Linked DNA regions of Hordeum vulgare: region 1 is linked to region 2. Evidence: chromatin contacts called from public Hi-C data. All regions are on one chromosome and are shown on one strand. The core of a region is the stretch at or near the end of the contact, and the rest is flanking DNA. Distances in the headings are between cores, read along the strand shown.

The links. A called contact is a pair of places that touch in the nucleus more often than the background predicts.
Region 1: a contact with region 2 is called in a Hi-C map of leaf, with 2.5 times the contacts expected there. The contact joins two enhancer-like sites. A contact is called at or near these places in 3 of 6 Hi-C or Micro-C datasets (leaf and seedling).

Annotation. Positions count from the first base shown.
Region 1 is chr5H:499,037,763-499,044,331 of MorexV3_pseudomolecules_assembly, forward strand. No RefSeq gene overlaps it. Among protein-coding and RNA genes, the nearest start is that of LOC123397183, 30 kb to the right of the region's middle. Within about 2 kb of position 1,294, at least 3 of the 3 cell types and tissues checked have open chromatin away from gene starts, as enhancers often do. A contact at or near this core is called in leaf, where this site is marked.
Region 2 is chr5H:498,909,122-498,916,348 of MorexV3_pseudomolecules_assembly, forward strand. No RefSeq gene overlaps it. Among protein-coding and RNA genes, the nearest start is that of LOC123400060, 23 kb to the right of the region's middle. Within about 2 kb of position 3,005, at least 2 of the 3 cell types and tissues checked have open chromatin away from gene starts, as enhancers often do. A contact at or near this core is called in leaf, where this site is marked.

The DNA of each region.
Region 1 (6,569 bases), core at 44-2,543, 130 kb after region 2:
GAAAGTGGACTGGACGGAGAGAGTAAAGTGATCGATGTCTAGGGGGTTTTCGGATGAAGGTATTTGTGGGGTCGGTGGTGGCCGGGCTTACGTGGCGGGCGCACCCGGGCCATCTCATATTTGTTTCGTATTTGAGATGGATATGAGGGATGTCGGTCAGCCCTCACGTTTGAGGCCCGTTTAGGACGACAATTCGTTTCGATTTTTTGTGACCAGACAATGACAGGGCGGCCTTCCCGGGCGTTTGAGACGGATTTGAGAGGTCGGCGTAGATGTTGTAAGCGCCCAAAACAATTTGGCTAGCTGTTGAAGCGTCCTTTGATTCAAAGGAATCTCATAAGACTATTGAAGGATTTGGACCCTTAGAAATCTTCCCTTCGATGATTGTTTGATTCGTAGCATTGGCATTCTTAGGAATTTTTTTATAGAATCCATCTGTACTACATTATGAAGGAAAATTTTCATCCAACTTAACTTTTTTTAGAATTCCTTTGTTTCTCCTGCATTATCAAACATTCTTTCAAATCTTGTAGGATGTTATGGAACATGCCATCCTATTTCTGCATTTTTCATATTGCTTCGCTTTGAGAATCATGTAAATCAAAGAGGCCCTAAAACAATCCAGCCAGCTCTTGAAGCCATGATACTCGGGCAAATACAAGAAAAACTCGCGACTCCTTTGCTAGTACTAGACAAGAGACAGCGAACAAAACACTAGAGAGGCACATCGGCACTCGTTGTAATCATTTGGGGGCAAAGCTTGAGCATCATCCCATCTTCCACCAGCCGAAGGCAGAATCACCATATATCTGCACCTAAATCCGAATCCATAGTATCATGTATTTCCTTCATTTCTAAATATATATTTTTTAAGGTTTCATCAAGATACTACATACGGATGTATGTAGACATATTTTAGAATGTAAATTTATTTATTTTACTTCGTATGTACTGCTCTAGTAAAATATCTTTAAAAAGACATGTATTCAGGAACGGAGAGAGTAGGTACCAACTACCAAGCCTACTATGGAGTACTTAATTAGCCGGCCGTCAATCGCCGGATCCGAGACTTTGCTAACCCATAAAACGCTCTAATTAGCTGACGTACGAGAGCTGCCATGAGTTGCAGTTCACACTGCACCCAGGCCAAGCAGCCGTATCCTGCCTACCTCCTACCCCCCAAAAGGCCAAAACAGAGAGGATCCAACGAACGTGACGAGTGGAACCAGCAAGTCAAGCACTGTAGCCATCAGCTCGTCTCAGACACGAGCTGGAAATTGAAATGAACGGCACCTAGCTACGATCGACGACCTATATATATAGTCATTAGCAATGGCTCGGCTCAGCGGCAGCGGTACATGCACGACGGGGACGCGTCGAAAGGAATCGATATCTCCATCCATCGACCGACCGATGCGTCCATCCATCCATCGTTGACACCGAAAGTGCGTACGTGAAAGCGAGATCACACACGCATACGAGTGTGGAGTCGCGTCGAGTAGTCGATCATCGCCATGATTAAATACGCAACAACATGTTGTGTGTGGGGCTCCGCTAGCTTTGGTGATCACGACCGGAACCTGTCGCACGTATCCTTGTGATGCTGTCTACTTGTCTCCCTCCCTGCCTCCTGTAATATAGCGTTGGGGAATAGCTTTTGCTTATGCTTTTCTTGCTATTCCTTTATTCATTCATTTATAGCAAGTGCTCTCCTTTTTCGTTGGTATAGCATTATTTTTACAGATCATGGGAAGCTGGCAAAGAGTGTCTACTTCTTCATGCAATTGCTACCGCGGGACCTATATCTCGCTAATGGCGAGACGGTGGAGATCGCGCCTGAAGCACCTATAGTAACAGGTCAGCCCATTATAAGGGAGAACAATTTTGGAAACACAAATATTTTTATGAAATAATGATCTTTTTCTTGAAAACAAGAACATTTTCTTAAATTCCTGAATTTGATTGAGAATACGGACATTCTTGAAAAAATCATGCAGCTTTTTTAATATGAAAACAATTTTTGAAACATGAACATTTTAAAAAATATGAACACATTTTGAAATCAAGAACATTATTTGCAATTCCTGATTATTTTTTGAAGCATGAACATTTAAATAAAAGTTTTGAACAGAATCCTGAAAACAGGAAGTTTTTTGAAAACTCAAAATAAAAGTTTGAAATTGTCAAACCATAGGAATAGGAAAAGGAAAAAATTAAAGGACGAAAATAAAAACGAAAACAAGATCATTTTTTTAAAATAAAAGCATTTTTTTGAAAATCTCAAATGTTTTTCGATGTTATGAATAATTTTCTAAAAACGACAATTATTTAAAAATTAGAATTTATTTTCAAAAACGAGAACATTTTTTGAATTTCAAAAACAATTTTTTAACATGCCTTAGTTTTTAAAAAATAAAATAACCTTGAAAAAAAGGAAAAAGGAAGAAACAGAAAACAGAAGAAAAAGGAACAGAAACAAAAAAGAAAACAAACAAAACCGGTAAAAAACAGAAAATCGGTTCATGGAACCTCCTAGAAGGTTCCCAACACCAGCTGCCTAAGCGATTCTGGACCGGCCCATTAAGTAGCTGCTGGGTTGCTGGATTGTGTGAAGCACCGTCACTTTGACGCACTAAGCGGCGAATAGCGTATTCCCAATTCTAGTATCTCCTGGTTGTTGTGTAGCCCTGCTAGCCACCGAGTAACTATCGGCCTCATGTTTTCTCACTGTCTTTTCTTTGTTTTCTCTCTATCTGTCCTGATTTTTTTTTCTTTTCTTTCTATTCTAGTATTTTCACAAGCTTTTTCTTTTCTTTTTCTCCCATCATTTCTGTTCGCCTTTGTTTGTTTCTTTCTTTTTTCCATCGGTTTTCTTTTGTTCACTCTCGGAGGATCACCATTTGCATATACATTTTGGGTATATATCTAATACATCTTTATAAAAATTGTTTAACATTTTCCAAATACATGACATGGACAACATTTTTTATATACAATTATTTAATATAAAATGCTTGATGAGAAAATCTCAAATAGCATATTAATATTTTTTGAATAGATGGTTACATTCTTTCTATACACATATAGCATCTTTTTAAATGCTTGATTAACATTTTAAATCTAGTTTTAACTTTTTTTAATACATGGTAAACATGAAAAACATTTTTCCGATATATATTTCATTTATTCTATAATTTATCATATTTGATATGCAGTTAAAAAAATTGATATGCGGCCAACATTTTTTCTATACACATTTAACATTATCGTCAAATGTCTGATTAGTACTACCAGGTTAAAATGTTTTACATACATGGTCATCATCTTTCCTGAACACATCTTAGATTTTTTTGAATGCATAATTAAATTATCTCAAATAGAAGCATTACATGTTTTGAAAAATGGCAATTTTCTTTTTTATACACTAACACTTTTTTCAAATTTCTAATTAACATTTTAAAATATAGGTTGAACGTTTCTTAAATACAAGGTCAACATTTTTCCTATAAACATTTCACATTTTCCAAATGTTCAATTAAACTTTTCCAAATAATTGTTTAACATTGTTTTAAATGCTTATATTAATATTTTTTAAATACATAATCAACATTTTTTACACACGTTGTATATGTCCTTTATACATTTTTCTTGTACATAAAAAACATTTTCTCCATACCAATTTAATTTTTTTTTAAATGCCTGGTTAACATTGTTTTCGAAATATTCGAATAAATTAAATTTATATATATATTTGTTTACAATATTTGGAATTATAACCAAAAGTGAAAAATGAATAAATAACAAAAACGAAAGAGTGAAAAAAAACAAGGTTGTGGCGTCCCGCGCGTCTGGGTCTAGCCCATCTGACGCACAGATTGACATGAGGGTAGCCTAAATCTTGCTAGGCACCCAGAAAGACCCTATTCGCACAGAACAGGAAGGGGATGGGTTGGCCATTTAGCGGGATCACAGCCCCTTGTTTAGGGACCTTTTACAGGTTCCGGCCGGTTTTTTCGGTTTTATGAAACTTCTAGAAGGTTTCTAGAACCGGTTTCTTTTCAGTTTCTATTTCAACAAATATTTGAAAAATAATCTTTATTTACAAATTTGTTCTTAATTTAAAATTGATTGAAAAGATTTGTGCTTCAGAATTTGTTTACGTTAATTTCAAATAGTTCTTGGTTTTAAATTTTGTTCTCAAGATTCAGAAAATATTCGTGCTTTAAGTATTTATTCACGCTTCTAAATTTGTTCTCTGTTTGAAAAAATGTTGAAAATTATTCGCGCTACCAAATTTATTAGGGGATTTTCGAAATTATTCTCCGTTTCAAAATTTTGTTCTCAAGATTCAAATAAAATTTGGCTTTGAAAAATTGTCGCGCTTCCAAATTTGTTTAGAATTCTTCAAAATTGTTTTCGGTATTCAAATTTGTTCTCAAAATTCAAAAAATAATTTTGTTTTTAAATTTTGTTCACGCTTCCAAAATTGTTTGGGCTTTTTAAAAAAAACTCAAGATCCAAAAAATGTTCGTGCTTTAAAAAGTTTTTCGCGCTTCCAAATTTGTTCACGATTTTTTTGAAATTGTTCTCGGTTTCAAAATTTGTTCTCAGAATTAAAACATTATTCGCGCTTCCAAAAAATTCACGGTTTTCCAAATTGTTCTTCTGTTTAAAAAAATGAAGATTGAAAAAAAATTCATGTTTTAAAAACTTGTTCACACTTCCAAAATTTTCACGATTTTTCAAAAATTGTTCTCGGTTCCAAAATTTGTTCTCAAAATTCATAAAATATCCGTGCTTTAAAAATTTGTTCGGGCTTTCAAACTTATTTGGGGTTTTCAAAATTATTTTCCTTTTCAAAATTTTGTTCTTAAGAATTAAAAAATGTTCTTTCTTTAAAAAATTGTTTGCACCTCCAAAGTTGTTCATGATTTTTCAAAAATGTTCTGCAAATTCGAGAAATGTTTTTGCTTGAAATAAAAAAAAGTGAAAAGCAAAGAAAAAATGACCCGAAAAAGGAAATTAAAAGAAAAGGAAAAAGTAAAAAAAAATGGGCCGGTCCAGTCGGGCACCCGCCCTGTGCGGCGCAGGGAGTCCCTGTCGCAATGAGCGGCAGGTAGGAGCTCCCGGGCACCCAATTGCTATATCTCACTATATTTGCAGCATTCCGGATGCCCAATTGCTTAATTTTAGTGATGGGTCGGCCCAATAATATTGCCGGAAAATATTTTGATAGGTCAAAAGAGTTCATGAATTTTGAAACTTTACTAGTTTTAATATTTGTTTATATTAGAAAGGACCACTTTTCAAAAGGTAAGAAAATTTGAAGAAAGTTCATGAATTTCATATTTTTACGAATTTAAAGAAGTTTGCACATCTGAAAAAATTTCGTTAATCTAAAAATTATGTGGATTGGAGTTTTTTCGCAAAATTATTGTAAGATTAAGAATTCGAAAAATTTCTTGAATTTGAAAAAATTTCACAAGTTTAAAAAACGAATATTAACTCGATTTTTTTAATGAATTTGACAAGACAGATAAAGAATTTTCAAAATGAAATAAAAAACAGAAAGGAAAACTAGAGAAGGGAAAGAAAATGTAAAACCGACAAACCAAACAAATGCTGGTGAAACACAAAGCGGGGAAAAACTAGCTAGAAAACCGAGTAAACCAAAGAAACACGAAACTAAAAGAAAACAACTAAACGCTTCACCAAACTGTGGTGGACAAGCTTTCATTCACAGAATGCTACATGCTACATGGGCCGGTCCATTTCCTACGCAACTCTGGGGGAGGAATCGGTTGCTTTACCAAATAGCCTTGGTAAAGCAAGAATATCCAAAATAGCCTTTACCTCGTGCCATAAGCGCCGAGTAGGAATCGGTTGCTTTGTTTAACATGCGTAAATTTGGGCATATATGGTACGACAAATTTGATAGGCTATATATGTTCCTTATGCCGCCTTGGAACTTGCAGGTATACTTGAGTTAACTCTAGCAAGAATATCCAAAATGTTAACCCTTCTCATTAACTAGTTTTTTCTTGGCTTTTATTACTTTTCTTCTACTATTATTCTTGCTTAAGACTATTATGAGAAATTTAGAGACTCTTCTAAATAGGAAACACACTATGTCTAAAAGTAAAGTACAATCCATCCAAAGCACTCACACCATTGTATAAGAATGAAGTGGACCCGCGTTCAAAAATATGGTGTGAATTACTATAAACTTTTTAGAGTGCATTACACACTAGAGTTGAATTACAGTAGATAGTTGCACATAGATAAATAGAGAAAGAGACATCGAAGTATTTTCTAGAACAAGTAGAAATAAAGAAGCTGGTTTTGATTTGTTATTTAGGAGAAGCAACTTTTTGATGTTTAAAGGTAGGGTAAACATATTTAAACTTCAAAAGATAGCTCTTTCCCCTTGCTAATACTCTCCATTTTAGGGGGATTCTCTGTTTTAAGACCTACCATATTTTGCTTGGTACTCCAACCATCACCCTAAAAGTTTTCTCCCTCCTTTTCAGCATCTATCCCTCTTTCTCTCTGTCATCGAAGAAATAAAA
Region 2 (7,227 bases), core at 1,755-4,254:
CTGATTTGAGACGACTTTCTCACGGCAGCCCGACCACATACCTCCACGGTTTTTCTCTAGATCGTGTTTCTGCGGAGCTCGGGCGGAGCCCTGCTGAGACAATGTCATCACCAACCTCCGGAGCGCCGTCACGCTGCCGGAGAACTCTTCTACCTCTCCGTCTCTCTTGCTGGATCAAGAAGGCCGAGATCATCGTCGAGCTGTACGTGTGCTGAACGCGGAGGTGCCGTCCGTTCGGTACTAGATCGTGGGACTGATCGCGGGATTGTTCGCGGGGCGGATCGAGGGACGTGAGGACGTTCCACTACATCAACTGCGTTCTCTAACGCTTCTGCTGTACGATCTACAAGGGTACGTAGATCACTCATCCCCTCTCGTAGATGGACATCACCATGATAGGTCTTTGTGCGCGTAGGAAAATTTTTGTTTCCCATGCGACGTTCCCCAACAGGCAGCACCCACAATACCATGCTCCCTCGTCCAGCTTTGTGTTTCGGCCTCAACCACAACATCAAAGTCCCACAACGGGTTTCACGTTTCAACAACATCCAACTGGTATGTCTCTTCATATTTATTCTTTTTGATATTAATTGAGAGTACATATTTATTCAGTATTAATGACCCTTCCTGCAGGATCCTATGCATATCAGGAGGCGTCGGCGTCCGGATCCGGTGCGCTAGTGAGCAGGAAGATCCACTATCGTAGTAAAACATGTGGATGGACATGTTTTCGACTCCTCCGCCATGGCCCACCCAGGATACATAGTATGACCAGGGCGGGTCCGAGATTTCTCTTCGTAACATTATGCTCCCCATGGGTGGGGCTGGAGTACGCCTAGCACACCCCGTGAGCGTTGAGGCAGACGTCGTCGGTGACGCTTCTATCTATCAGTAGAGACATGACTATCTAATTATCTATGAGACATATGTCTATTCTATGTATGAGACATATTCATGTTCTATTTCAATGCTCATACTACAAACAAACGCATCCAACGTCGTACTTAGATAGAACATAATGCCCCCACAACATGACATTCCAAACAAATAATAGAAAGTACATCTGAATTAAAAGGTATGACTAAACTTACAAAATACAACCGAACAACTACATGAAGGCATCATCTTCATACTCCGTCGATGCGGAGCTCTTGCCCTTGATCAATGCAGAGCTCTTTCCATACATCGACGCAGAGCTCTTGCTCTTCGATGATGAGGTACTCTTGGCCTTGGTACTCGGCATGAAGATATCGTTTTCGTCTTTGATGTCGTCCATCCATAAAAATGGATGTTCTACGCCCTTGTGTAGGTGCCTGCATTTCTTCTTCCATCTTTTCATTCAACCTGAGAAGTTCTTTTCGTATCTTCTCAAAGGTCCTAGGGCCACCCACTCCTAGCTAATGCCTGAGCTGACTCATTCAATAGGACGTCACTACTGATGAGTTCGTCCCATGGAACTATTCTATCGTTTATCTTGAAATTGCTGGCTAACACAGAAGATAAGATGACATACCGAAGATAAAACTACGATCCAAAGGATAATGGGACATCTTGAGACAACTACGATACTACACTCGACTGCTTACCCACCGGAGTGTGGAGGGGTTTTTATAGGTGCAAAAGAGAAGAATAGGCGGGAACTGACAAGCGGGAAAATATGGCAGGAATTATCGGCGGGAACTAAGTAGTAGGAAGTTGGAAGCGGGAACTTATGGCAGGAAGTTAGATGCGCGGGAAGTTAGAAGCAAGAACTTATGGCGGGAAGTTAGAAGCGCGGGAAATTATGACGGGAAAGTGAGCAATGGTAAATTATGACGTGATTTTTTATAAAGGGGCTATTTTGCTATTTTGATCACAAAAAAATCGTAGTTACGTAGGAAAAGAAAAGTACAGCTTTGCCAACAACAACTAGTACTAATTGGTCATTAATAAGCCAATTAATACTAACTGGTCATCCGATTAGTACTAATCGGCCTAGCCAAAGCCAATTGGAGCCATGCTAGCGAGGATGAGTGGCTTATCGACCTAGCCAAAGCCGGCACGTACTAATCGGCTACGGCGAAGCCGACTGGAGCTAGTCGGCCTTGGCTTGGCCGAAGGTGTATTATTTTTGAAACTTTTTAAACCAAGGTATTTTTTAAAATTAAATAAACAAAATGAATTATTTAAAAAAAATTAGCCATGTCGGGACCATCTTGATTAAAAGCTGCATTTTCATCCCGTGGCATATAATATAATTGTCCATGTTCTATGAAGAAAAGATTAGGCATGGGAGTAGGCAACAACTATGCCACTACAAGAATTTTGATGTAATGACGACCACAACTAACTACAACCATTGCAACGCTAGTAAAATGATATTACAAAAACACTTTACATAAAAACATCTAAAACATGTAAACCAAGCATTTAAAAAATGTTAAATGTATACATAGAAAATGTTAAATGTATACATAGAAAATGTTTTTCATGTATTCAAAATGTGTCTGAAAAAATCGATAATGTATTTAAAGATGTTAATTAAGCATCTCGAAAAATCATGTTAAACAATTATTTCAAAAGTTTGATCAAGAATTATTATTTTTCTTAAATGTCTATATAAACAATGTTGACCTTGCATTGCAAAAAATGTTAAACAATAATTTTATATTTTTTTAATGTGCATAACAATATTTACCATGTAGGAAAAAATGTCAAGTTTTATTTTAAAAACTATTAATCAATCATTTTAAAATATTAATATATATGAAAAATGTTGTCCATGTATTCCATAATAGTTACTCTTGTATTTAATATTTTAATCAAGAATTTCAAAAATAAAACTAAAAAATAAATGAGAACACCAAACAAAAAAATAAAACAAAAATGAAAGAAAATAAAGCCCAAATGAACACATTAGCGAATAGAACGACGGCCGAACAAACGAGTAGCATTGTACTGGGCCAGCACATACTGCAGGAAAGTACTGGGCTAGACAGGAGGAATCATTTGCAGGGGATATCCGCAGGGGAATATCCTATTTGCAGCTCACTGCGTTAAAATGCTCTCCTCCCTGCGGCACATAAGTGCTCCTCTCCCCAGTTTGGCTTCATTTGAAAAAAGGAACGTTAAAAATCATAGAAAATGCGATTTTTTTCATATATTTTAGAAAAATCTTCATGTTTTAAAAAAAGTTCATAAATTTGAATAATTTCACCGGATTTGAAAAGGTTCATTTGCAATGGAAAAAATCCTGGGATTTTCTAAAAGTTAACTAAATTTTCAAAAAAGTTCATCAATTTTGGAAAAATGTTAAAAAGTCCGTCAATTTGAATTTTCTTTTGTTGATTTCAAGGAAAACGTCATCATTAAACAAAGATTCATTAAACTGTCAACACAATTTGAGAAAAAAGTTCATAATTCATGGAACTTGGAAAAAATGTTATTTTTGGAGGGAAAATCGGTGCTTTTAAGAAAACAAAAAAATTAAAATAAAGAAAAATAAAAGGTCCAAGAAAAATAAAAAGGAAAAACGTATATAAAAACATAGAAACTGGAAAACCGGGGAATGAATGAAAGTTAGAAAAAAAACTTATAGATAAAGCTAATATTTGGCAGAAATTTCTAAAACTGGAAAACCGGGGAATAAATGAAAGCTTAGTGATTACTGCTAAATAAGAAACGCGTATTTGGCAGAATTTCCTATTTGCGTCGAACTGTGGACTGACTGCAAAGACGGAACTCCGCAGCGCTAGAAATGTGCTAGCCCAATTAACAACCGCTAGCCAACTGTTTTGAGAACCTGGTAGAACGTGCCCTCACTGTTTTGTTTTTCTTTTAAAAGGTTCTCTTATTTCTTTCTTGGGATTCGTATATGTGCTCTTCCATGTGGCCGATCCTTAAAAGGATGGCTGGGCCCGATTTCCTTTGATGTTTAAAATTTGAAAAGTTTTATTTACAAAATCATTAATTCAAACGATGATCCGTTTTCATCATTGACTTTCTCGTGACGAGTTCTTCGAAACTAGATCTTATGTCGACATGTTCTGACAATTATTATTTTTTGTTCATATTTACCATATTTTTTGTCCCCACTTGTCATATTATTAAACACTTACTTGTGTGAGAAAAATAACTTGATTGTCATTTTTTAATGTTGTTTCGTATAAAACCTTGTAGCAGTTTCTATTATGCATGATATAAAGAAGCATGTAATATGTTGTGTTTGCCAATTTAAATATGCTAACTTGTCGTATTTACATACAACTTTGCCAAAAAATTATTTTGTGTGTTTGTTAGTTTAACTATGCCGAGTTGTCATATTTACAAACGATGACCAAAAAAGATTTCTTGTGGTCATCGGTTTTAAATATGTTGAGTTGTCATATTTTCGCGGGTCATCGCCTATAAAAAGTTGTTTGTGCTTGCTAGTTTGATTATGACGACATGTCATATTTATATGCAATTTCCAAAAAATATGACGATTAAGTTATTTTTATCAGACATATAAGTACTTACTAATATGATAAGTAAGTGTAACAAATCTGGTAAGTACGAGTAAAAAAAAGTTGTCAAAATATATCGACATAGTATCTAGTTTTGAAGATTTCGTCGAAACAAAGTCAACGATGAAAACGGATCATCGATCGAATTAATGGTTTAAGAGATAATTTTTTTTAATTTTTTTTCATTTAGAGATGAATCATTGATGCATGCATGCATGATGAAGAGAACACAATGCATGCTTGCGCAGCCGCCGTACGGTAAAGCCGAGATGCGGCGCTGTTAATTAGATTTTTCACTTCTTTGTTTGTTTTTCTTGTTTTTTGTTTTGTTTTCTTTTACTATTGTATTTTCTTTTTAATTAGTTTTCCTTTTTTATTTTCGTTTTTTTTGTTTTTGTTTTTTCCATTTTGTAAAAGGTTAATCTGTCAAAAATTGATGGGGAATTTCAAAAACAATTTGTGCTTTTGAAAAGCATTCCAAGTTTCAAACAGTGTTCATATTTCGGTCATTTGAAATATCTTCTTATTTTTCAACTTGCAATGTTTTTGTTCAAATTTTTCTTAACTATTCAAAAAATGTTCGTGATTTCTAATAATTTTTCTGTTTTAGAAAATTCTTCAAAATTTAAAAGTTGTTTATGAATTCTAAAGAATGTTCAGGTTTTCTTTTTCTTTAGGTGTTTCGGCAGAAGTTATAGTTTGAAATTGTAGATAATGTTTAGTGCATGAACAATTTTTAAATTCATGAACAGTTTGTACCAATTCATGGACATTCTCTTAAACTGTAAACATTTTTTGAATTGCCTTTTTTTGAAATTGTGAATATTTATTTTCAAAATTTGTAACTATTATGGAATTTAGGACAGTTGGATATTCTGAATTTTTGGGAAAAGGAAAAAACAGAGAGGGGGAGGGGTGTTGCGTGCTAGCGCCAAATCGAAATAACTAATTGAGGAGTACTCCTTTCAAAGATCACTCTCACCTGTCGAGGTTGCGACAAGTGGCGTATCGTATGTGTGCCACTAGTCGCAACCTGAAAGTTTTTTGTTTTTCCATAGATCTGTATCCTTTTAAACGATTTATCTCTTAAACCGCGTGTTCAAATTTTGAACCGTTTTTATTGTTGGATTTCCCGCGTCGAGATCTTCAAAACTAGATCCCATGTTGATAGGTTTTGAGAAACTCTTTTTTTCATGAAAAAATAACGAAAAACCGTGCCTTTTACGAAAAACGTGTTTTTTTTAATTATGAGAGTAATGGTCGCTCCTCTCAAGGAAGCAAAATTGTGCCTCTCACGGAAGCAAAAAACCGTGCCTCTCGTAAAAAAAACAGAAAATAGTTTTTAGTTTTTGAGAGGTCCGGTCGTGCCTGTCGAGGAACTAAATCCGTACCTCTTGCGGAAGCAAAATCACGCCTCTCCTGAAAGAAAATACAATAGAAAACCGGTTTTTTTGGTTTTTGAGAGGCACGGTCATGGCTCTCGCGGAGGCAAATCCAGGCCTCTCGCGAAGGAGAAAAAAGAAAAAACACATTTATCTGTTTTCAAAAGGCAAATCCATGCCTATCGGGAAAGCAAAACCATTCCTGTTGAAGAATAAAAAACGCATTTTTTTGTTTTCGAGAGGCACGGGTGTGCAAGAAAAACTGTGCTTTTCAAACAAAATATTTCATGCATTTTTTCCCCATCCAAAAGCTAAGAAATTCAGGCGGAAAACCAGAACACCAGAAAAACACGGGAAAAAATCCACATAAAAAGCCAAAAATGCATGTGATTTAAAAAACAAAATTCAAAGAAAATATTCAAAACAAGAGCCGTGACGGTGGTTGAAAAAGCGTCAAGTGACGACACGCAAGATTGATCGTTGAAAGCCTGCCGAAAAAGCATTCACCAACTGGTTGTTCCCGCGCCAAATAAGAAGTCCCCTAATCCTCAAAAACCGTGATATAGCATTCAGAGTGCCCTAGAAAATGAAAGGCTGATTTCCGAATTAATGCTCAGGCTAAGCAGATCTGGCCATGCAGTTAGATAGGCCGCTGTGCACAAGTCAGACCAGCCCTGCGAGTCCATGAATTACCACGGAGCACAGCGGAGCGGCCTGTTATTTTTTCCCGGACTCGTCCCCGTCACACTCTCACGCCTAAAGAGACGGCTTCTTAATTATTTCTCACATCAGCGTCTTACTCCCTCCGTTTTATAATATAAAAGCATTTTTGACACTGCACATACTATCTTATTATCAGCACTTGGACTTGAACTGCATGTCTCTCAACGGCTGAGACGATCAAAATTCCAAGACTGGATGACTGAAACTTAGTCGTCGTACTTAGATGCAGTGACAAGAGTGTCACAACACTGCCAGTGCCGGGCTCCTTAATTACTACTCCGTGGATACATACATACTGTATAACTCAGGGCACAAGGTTTTCCCACGTTCATGCTAGGGAACTAGGTAGTGATGGAGCTATCGTCGTTAGCTAGGTCGGCCGGATGATACAATGATACTACGCGAGCAAAAGCTGACACGATAAGGCGGGCGACACCATGAGTAGCGCGTACATTTGCTCTTTCCTTTAGCTCCAAGCTTTTGTACCAAGGCTGCTTGGCACTTACCCGCGCGAGGCATATCTGATATCTGCGTGCTGCTCCCCCCACATCATGTGCATGTGCATGCACATATACACATACATGATTCGTGATGTCACTCCACAAAATGGCGCCATGCCATCATGCACAACACGCATG